Linked DNA regions of Anas platyrhynchos: region 1 is linked to region 2. A link is a contact called in public Hi-C data. All regions are on one chromosome and are shown on one strand. The core of a region is the stretch at or near the end of the contact, and the rest is flanking DNA. Distances in the headings are between cores, read along the strand shown.

Region 1 (3,263 bases), core at 39-2,538, 120 kb before region 2:
TCTTCTGCGGTTATAAATTCTGCAAATATCCATCATTCGTTAGACAAGTTGTGTTTGTTTGAGGCAATGTGTTGGCTTTTAATTTTCATTGTTGCATTCTGGCATTCAGGGAAACTACAAACATCCCACATAAAACACAGCCAGGCTTCATGGAAACACAAGCTTCACGCGTGGGGTTTGTTAGATGGGTCTCTGTACACGGTGCTAACTTCTGTACCCCAAGCAGGCAAAATGTGAAGTAAAACTGGTTAAATGCAGAAGTGAGATGGTGGGAAACTTTAGGATTCTCTGTTGTCCTCGTTTGGAGAAGTGTTAGTCACAAAAGCAGTGGTTGGACCTGTGGTGTGATGGCAGCGTTCCCAGGTTTGTGTGTGTGTGCCATGCTGTGTGCCATGTCGCTTGGCTGGCAGGGGACGGGGCAGAATGACACAAACTTCCTGAAACATTTTCTGGCCCATTCTGTAACAGCATCTTGTGCTCATGGGCCATTACAGGTGACACCTCTGAATGACAGTCAGCAGATAGTTTTGGGGCTTCATGCTGGCTAACCCTGTGTTGCACAAAAATGCAAGCTGACCGTTCATGTGGCTGTGTCTACCTCTGCTCTGTCCTCAGGCACGCTACGTGCAGGCGAAGCTGAGCGTGCACGACCGCTCCCTGAAGGTGGCCACGGTCATCGAGAGCCTGGAGATGGAGATGGAGCTGCTGTGTCTCACCGGTGTGGAGGATCAGCTGCAGGCAGACGTCAGGCCCACTCTGGAGACCCTGAGAAATGCTGGCATTAAGGTTTGCCTAATTTAATATTACCCCGGCAGAAATACCTAGGCTCTCAGGAGTTTACTGTCCTGCAGGCAGAAGCTGACGGTTTGGGGCCCTGTCGATTAAATGTTCTAGCAAGTGCCCTTTGGGAGCAGGAACAGGGAGGCTGGCTGATGCATTTGAGCACGACTTTGGGTACAGAACATGTGGGAAATGTTAAAAGTTAACACGTGAGAGTGTGTCATCTTCTGTGCTTTTCTTCCCTCAGCCTGTTCTGGCTCCATCCACCGAGAAACCGGGTGCACGTGCAGGAGGGGAGCTGGAGGAGACTTGGGGGTTGCATGAAACAACAGGGCTGTTGTGGGGTTTAGTGGGTGACATTGGTAGTAGGGAGATGGTTGGACCAGATGATCTTGAAGGTCTTTTCCAACCTTTATGATTCAATGACTCTGGCACACGGTGGAGCTGGGATGAAGCGCTCGGCTGTGGAGGTCAATGCTTTGCAGCAGCCACTAGAGGGTGCCTGAGCCAAGAGAATGAGAGGCTGGAAACCCATTTTTTTTGGGCTCCTGCATCTGAGACGCAGGCACTTATGGCCCCAGCTGTGCTTGGCAGAGAAGGATTCTTGCTCAGTTTTCCTCTCTGAGAACTTGTCATTCAGATTCTGGATTTGAAAAAGGGAAAAAATAAAAGACTAAACATTCAGATTCAGGCAGTAAAAGTAGATAAAATGTTCTGCTTGTGGCTTTTCTGCTTGAAATATAAAAGTGAGCAAAATATTGAGCTGTGCTGCAAATACAAAAGCAGGGAGGGCTGTGTGTTGGAATTTAGATAGGAATTGGAATTCCAGGCTTAGGACAGTCTTCCAGAAGTGTTTTCTGTTTGGAGCAATCCCTTTAAGCAACATGATCTTGAGCTACAAAGTGAGATGAGCAGAATAAAAGTTACTCAGCAGTGCTGTGGCTTTATCTGATATAGATCTGGCCAGTAACTCCGGAGCAGTTTAATATTGTCTTCTCACCTTGGCTGCAGTGGGCGTTGTGGTGCAGTGTGGGTTGTGCAGGGCTGTGCTTGTTATGGCGGTATGTTCATTAGGGTATAGCATGCAAAAAGCAAATCAGAACTGAAGGCAGTCTTGTAATTCATTACAGGGACCATCTTGTTAAGATCAAATCATTTTCCAACCTCAGATTATTAAATAAATGAGTCCCTGTGAATTTTTAAAAAAGTTTAGTTAAATAGTTAAATAATCTTGGGCGTTGTCTTGAAAGAATAAAAACACTGAAAAAACAGAGGGGGGGGGAAATAGAGAAAAAAAAAGAAAATAATAGAAAATATATATTTACAGTATTGAAGGAATTCCCTGCCAGACTATAATATATTATTGCTGCTGAATATTGCTGCTGACATTGCTTTCAAATGCCCCCCCACCAGCAGAAAATAAAAAGAGCAGTGTGTGTGTATATATATTTAAAAAAAAAAAAAAAGACTAACACAAAACCAACTCAGTCTGTTCCAGACGCACACATCAGCAGTGAGCTAACCCCAGTTGCATCATCCACATTTGAGGCAGGGCCATGAGGGATATTTCTGCAGCGAGGCCTGCTTATTTCAGCGTACAAGAAATAGCTGGGGTGGGACACATTAACACACGCATACACATTCTTTAGCTTGCATTTTGTGGGTTTTATCAGCAGAATCTTGAAATATTGCAGGTGGAAAAATGCTATTCAGCTTGTAACCTCTTTTGCAATTCAGCCTCTTTAAAAGCTTTGCTTTTTTTTTTTCATACATGAGAATTTTCTGTACATATTAAAATAGGGCTTTTTTAGGGAAATAACTTGTATGTGTATTTCCTAATAATTCTCTTCCATGCCTGAACTGATAGGTGGTAATTTTAGATGTCTTGCAGACGTGGCTGTTAAGTTTTGTGTTTAATATATTAAATACTTGGATTTTAGGTGTGGATGCTGACAGGGGATAAGCTAGAGACAGCCACGTGTACAGCGAAGAATGCTCATTTGGTGACACGGACACAGGACATCCATATATTCAGACTAGTGAGTAATACCCGTGTACTCCTCTCAAGACCTGTTCAGGTCACCAAATGCCAGGACAGGAGGGGTGCTGAGATCAGAGCTCTGTTCCAGCAGCAGACCCAGACTATTTATGTTTTTTTGACCCAGCTTTTTATCCCCTTGAGGTTTTGTTTATCAGTGTGCTGCCTGTCCATACTGCTTTTGCTCGCCTTGAGACTTGTTTGCTTTGTTGGGGTGAAAACAAACAAACTCTTCCTCCCTGCCATGTTTTTCTCCAGGTGACTAACCGTGGAGAAGCCCATCTCGAGCTGAATGCCTTCCGCCGGAAACATGACTGCGCGCTTGTTATTTCTGGCGACTCGCTGGAGGTAGGCTGAGAGCTCCCCAGACTGTTCAGGAGCAGCCCCAACACCCTGTCGCTGATTTCTGATTTGTAAAGAAACATAGCACAAATGTAGTGATTGA
Region 2 (3,417 bases), core at 842-3,341:
GGGAACATGTGGGATCCATGCCCAGCAGCGTGGTGCAGGGAGCGACCCGTGGGAGGTTGGCTTTGCCTCCTGCGATGGGACCTTCGCTCTAAGAGGATCCCAAAAGCCCAGCCACTGCAGCGGATACAGTGCTGTGACAGCATTGACTCCGTTGGTGTTATTCCAGACACATAGACGGAATAATGCTAGGAGAGCTGTTACAGTGCGTGTGTGGATGTGTGTGCGCGCACGCATGCATACGAGTGTGTGCATGTATGTAATCAATTCCAAGGAGCCTGACTCTTTGCCAGCTAAAACTGGAGACTGTTTTCTGTCTCTGGACTACTAGTTGAAGCTCGGTATTTAATACAACCCACTATCATCCCACAAGCGAATATACTCCAGATTTCTATCTGAGAGGATGCGAATTAGAGTCTTAAACGTCTTTGAGAAGTGGAGCCTGAGAGCCTGACTGTAACCCATCAAAGCTGGGTGATTAGCACAACGCAGCCAGCCCCCTGTGATTTTAGCCAGTCTCCAAGCTAGCGTGGGGATCTCCAAGCACCAGAGCTGTGGCAATACCCATCCAGCAGCAGTATCTAACAGGATATGCTGAAGAGATTCAGGCCTCCCTAGGCATTTCCTTGGTCTGGATGGCTGACGTCAGCTCTCATTTCAATACATTTTTTTATGATTTCATCTTTCATAATCTTTGCATATGTCCTCATGTCCCCATTTAATTGCTCATTAAATGGATCAACAGCAGTGTGCTCCAGAGCTGCCACATGCCAGGCACCTTAAATAACATTTTATTTATTAATCATGTTATCTCTATTTCCTCACAGCTAGAAATGAGCAGATAATGAGAACTGATACTTGAGAGGCATTTTAACCATGTTACCAAAAAAAGATAGGTGGGACTTCAGAATAGCAAGTTCCGTGCATGAGCTCAGCTTCCTCTGAAGTTTAGATATGTCTCAGTTTGCCGGTTTTGTTCACCCTGCTATTGAAACCCAAGCCGCTGAGATTACACCTCAGGCTGCATCCAAGTGCTCCCCAGATCTCTGGAGCAGATGCGCTGGAGGTGGGCAATGTCACCAGGCTGTGTGGAAGTGACTCCAAGCCAGGAGAGCCATACCTGCCTTGGGATCCACTCCATGTCTGTTAGTTTAGGGGCTCTGGGTGTAGATTTTGGCTTTTTGTGCTTGGGCAGTTGTTGACTGGCACATCCTTCCCTTGGAGCTCCAGTGTAGCTGAGCTTAAATTGCCCCTCACTGCCCTCCACGTGGATTTAGCTGGAATTCAGGGTGAGTACAGGACATTCAGGCCACCCAATGACAGGGAGCGACCTTGTCATTTGGATACAACAAAACCCCAATTTGCAGCCTGTGAGAGCTCACACGGAGGGAGCCCGGCTGTGCCCTCCAGCGTGGTCCTGCAGCCCCTCCACAGGGCTGCTGTTCCACGTCCCCCTGCAACTGTAGCTCGTTCAGATTGCTGTCCGTCTGTAACCTCAGCCCACAAAACCCACTGCTGACCTCCAAGACAGCATGCAGGAGGGAAAGTGAAGGCTGCAGGCTGAGTAAGCCGTCACCGCATCGTCCCACCTGCCTGGAGCCGCGAGCGGGACCGCGCTGGCTGGGCTCGGGGCTCGCGGTTTGCTATTGCTGCTCGATAGCTTTCGCTTCGCCTGAAGCTCAGCCTGAGAAACAGCACCAAAAAGGGACCCCTCCGAAGGCTAAGGGTTAGCAAACACCATTAATTACCTGCTCGTTCACCTAATATTTAACCCCTCTTAGACCAAGATGACTTGGCTCGATGTTTCCATGAGCAGTGGCTGCATTGTATGAAAGGAAACTCGTACACAGCATTTTTGGTGTGCTGGCAGCTCAAACAAACCTGTCAATAAATAAATCGGCCTGCAGCCTCAGCCCACTTGTTGTTAGAAAGGAAATGACCCTGTGAGAGTGGGTGCCCACTTCTTTTACCTCACTGCTATTTTTAGCTGAGACTGTGAAAAATTTCCATTGAAGACCTGCTCCTCTCATTTCCTGGGTAGAGCAAACAGGAAGCCCTTCTGACTGAGCCACAGGAGGGCTTTGCCTGAAAGTAGACCAACCTCACCTCCCTCTGGTTGCTTGCTTGCACTGCAGAGCAGCTATAACCAAATCCCCCCCCTGTGAAGTGCTTCACAGGCATGGATTCACCCAAAAGGCTGAGGACAGAGGCCACCAGGTGACAGTGGCTGCAGAAGGCTGGGCAGCAGGAGAGGCCAGGCTGTCAGACACCTATTTTTGGCCCATGTGCTCCTCAGCAGGCACCAATCTGATTGAAACCAGGCGTTTCCTGGCTGGAATGAGAAAGAAGAGCTGAAACCCAGGCTGCTCACAGGGGGATTTCTGAGCACGGAGGGATGGGTCGTGCCTCGTGTCAGAGCCCACGGCAGAGACCAGGGCGGCTCGCTGCACTGCTGGGCTCCCCAGCCCACAGGTGGGCTTCTCCAGTGAGACCCTGCAGAGCCTTCAGCCCCCTCCTCATCCTCCATCAGCACAGGCCATGGGGCACATGGAAACTCAGAGGACTGCTGCCCTGCGCCTCCCACCCTGCACCTACACTGCTCTGTGCAGACGTTTGGTCCTTGAGAAGTGCCCAGCCACACCAGACAGCTGTATAGCAACAGCTCTGAGCTTCACATAAACCATAGATTTTTTTTTTTCTGAGATAAATTCCATTGTTGTTAGAAAGGAAATGACCCCGTGAGAGTGGGTGCCCGCTTCTTTTATCTCGCTGCTAGTCCCAGTATTAGTCATACTATTATAAATTAATGCGTGTGATCTCCCAGAGATGATACGAGATTGGGCACCGCATTTTACTTGTTGGTGAAATACTATGTTCATTGCTATTTTTCATGATCATTTGTTAGAAACAGGCTTAAGTGTTGTGGAGTCTTACAGCTTTATCCCTGACAATTAATCAGGCTTGGGTGAGGATCTGCTCAGCTTTGACTTGGTCCTTGTCTTAGCCCTGAAGTACCAATGGGATGAAATCATTCAGATTTGGGGTCTGAAACCTTAGAAAATTTGGTCTTCGTTTTTAAGGCAAATTTCTTAGAGTAAATAAGCAGTTTCCAAAGTTGGCAATCCCCCCTACCCCTGTGCATACAGTGCCAAGGAGCTGCACGGAAACGGAGTCCCCAGACAGGCAGTTCTGGAGTTCTGCACCAACACACTCGTGTGTTAGGGCTCTCTCTTAACAAAATCGCTGCCTAGAAAGAAAAGTTGTGCCAGGAGGTACCAAGGGGTGCTTTAGGCAAGCATGTGAAAGGTGTACAGGAGAGGACGGCTGTTGTGTACAAAATGTAATCTGTTCAGTTCTTTTTAAACAGAGAATGAAGTGATTCGGTGTCTTCTCTTGAGCTTTATTTCCAAGCCTGTCCTC

What was found. A called contact is a pair of places that touch in the nucleus more often than the background predicts.
Region 1: a Hi-C map of subcutaneous adipose tissue shows a contact between it and region 2, with 4 times the contacts expected there. The contact joins two enhancer-like sites. A contact is called at or near these places in 5 of 8 Hi-C or Micro-C datasets (F1 follicle, liver, skeletal muscle and 1 more).

What each region holds. Positions count from the first base shown.
Region 1 is chr21:10,802,001-10,805,263 of IASCAAS_PekinDuck_T2T, reverse strand. It overlaps ATP9A (ATPase phospholipid transporting 9A (putative)), which reads left to right. Exons shown (of 28, transcript XM_027442931.3): 18 at 616-786; 19 at 2,721-2,819; 20 at 3,077-3,166. Among named protein-coding and RNA genes, the nearest start is that of NFATC2, 18 kb to the right of the region's middle. Within about 2 kb of position 1,288, at least 3 of the 8 cell types and tissues checked have an H3K27ac peak or open chromatin away from gene starts, as enhancers often do. A contact at or near this core is called in subcutaneous adipose tissue, where this site is marked.
Region 2 is chr21:10,683,450-10,686,866 of IASCAAS_PekinDuck_T2T, reverse strand. The region is part of intron 12 of NFATC2 (nuclear factor of activated T cells 2); the gene reads left to right. Among named protein-coding and RNA genes, the nearest start is that of NFATC2, 100 kb to the left of the region's middle. Within about 2 kb of position 2,091, at least 2 of the 8 cell types and tissues checked have an H3K27ac peak or open chromatin away from gene starts, as enhancers often do. A contact at or near this core is called in subcutaneous adipose tissue, where this site is marked.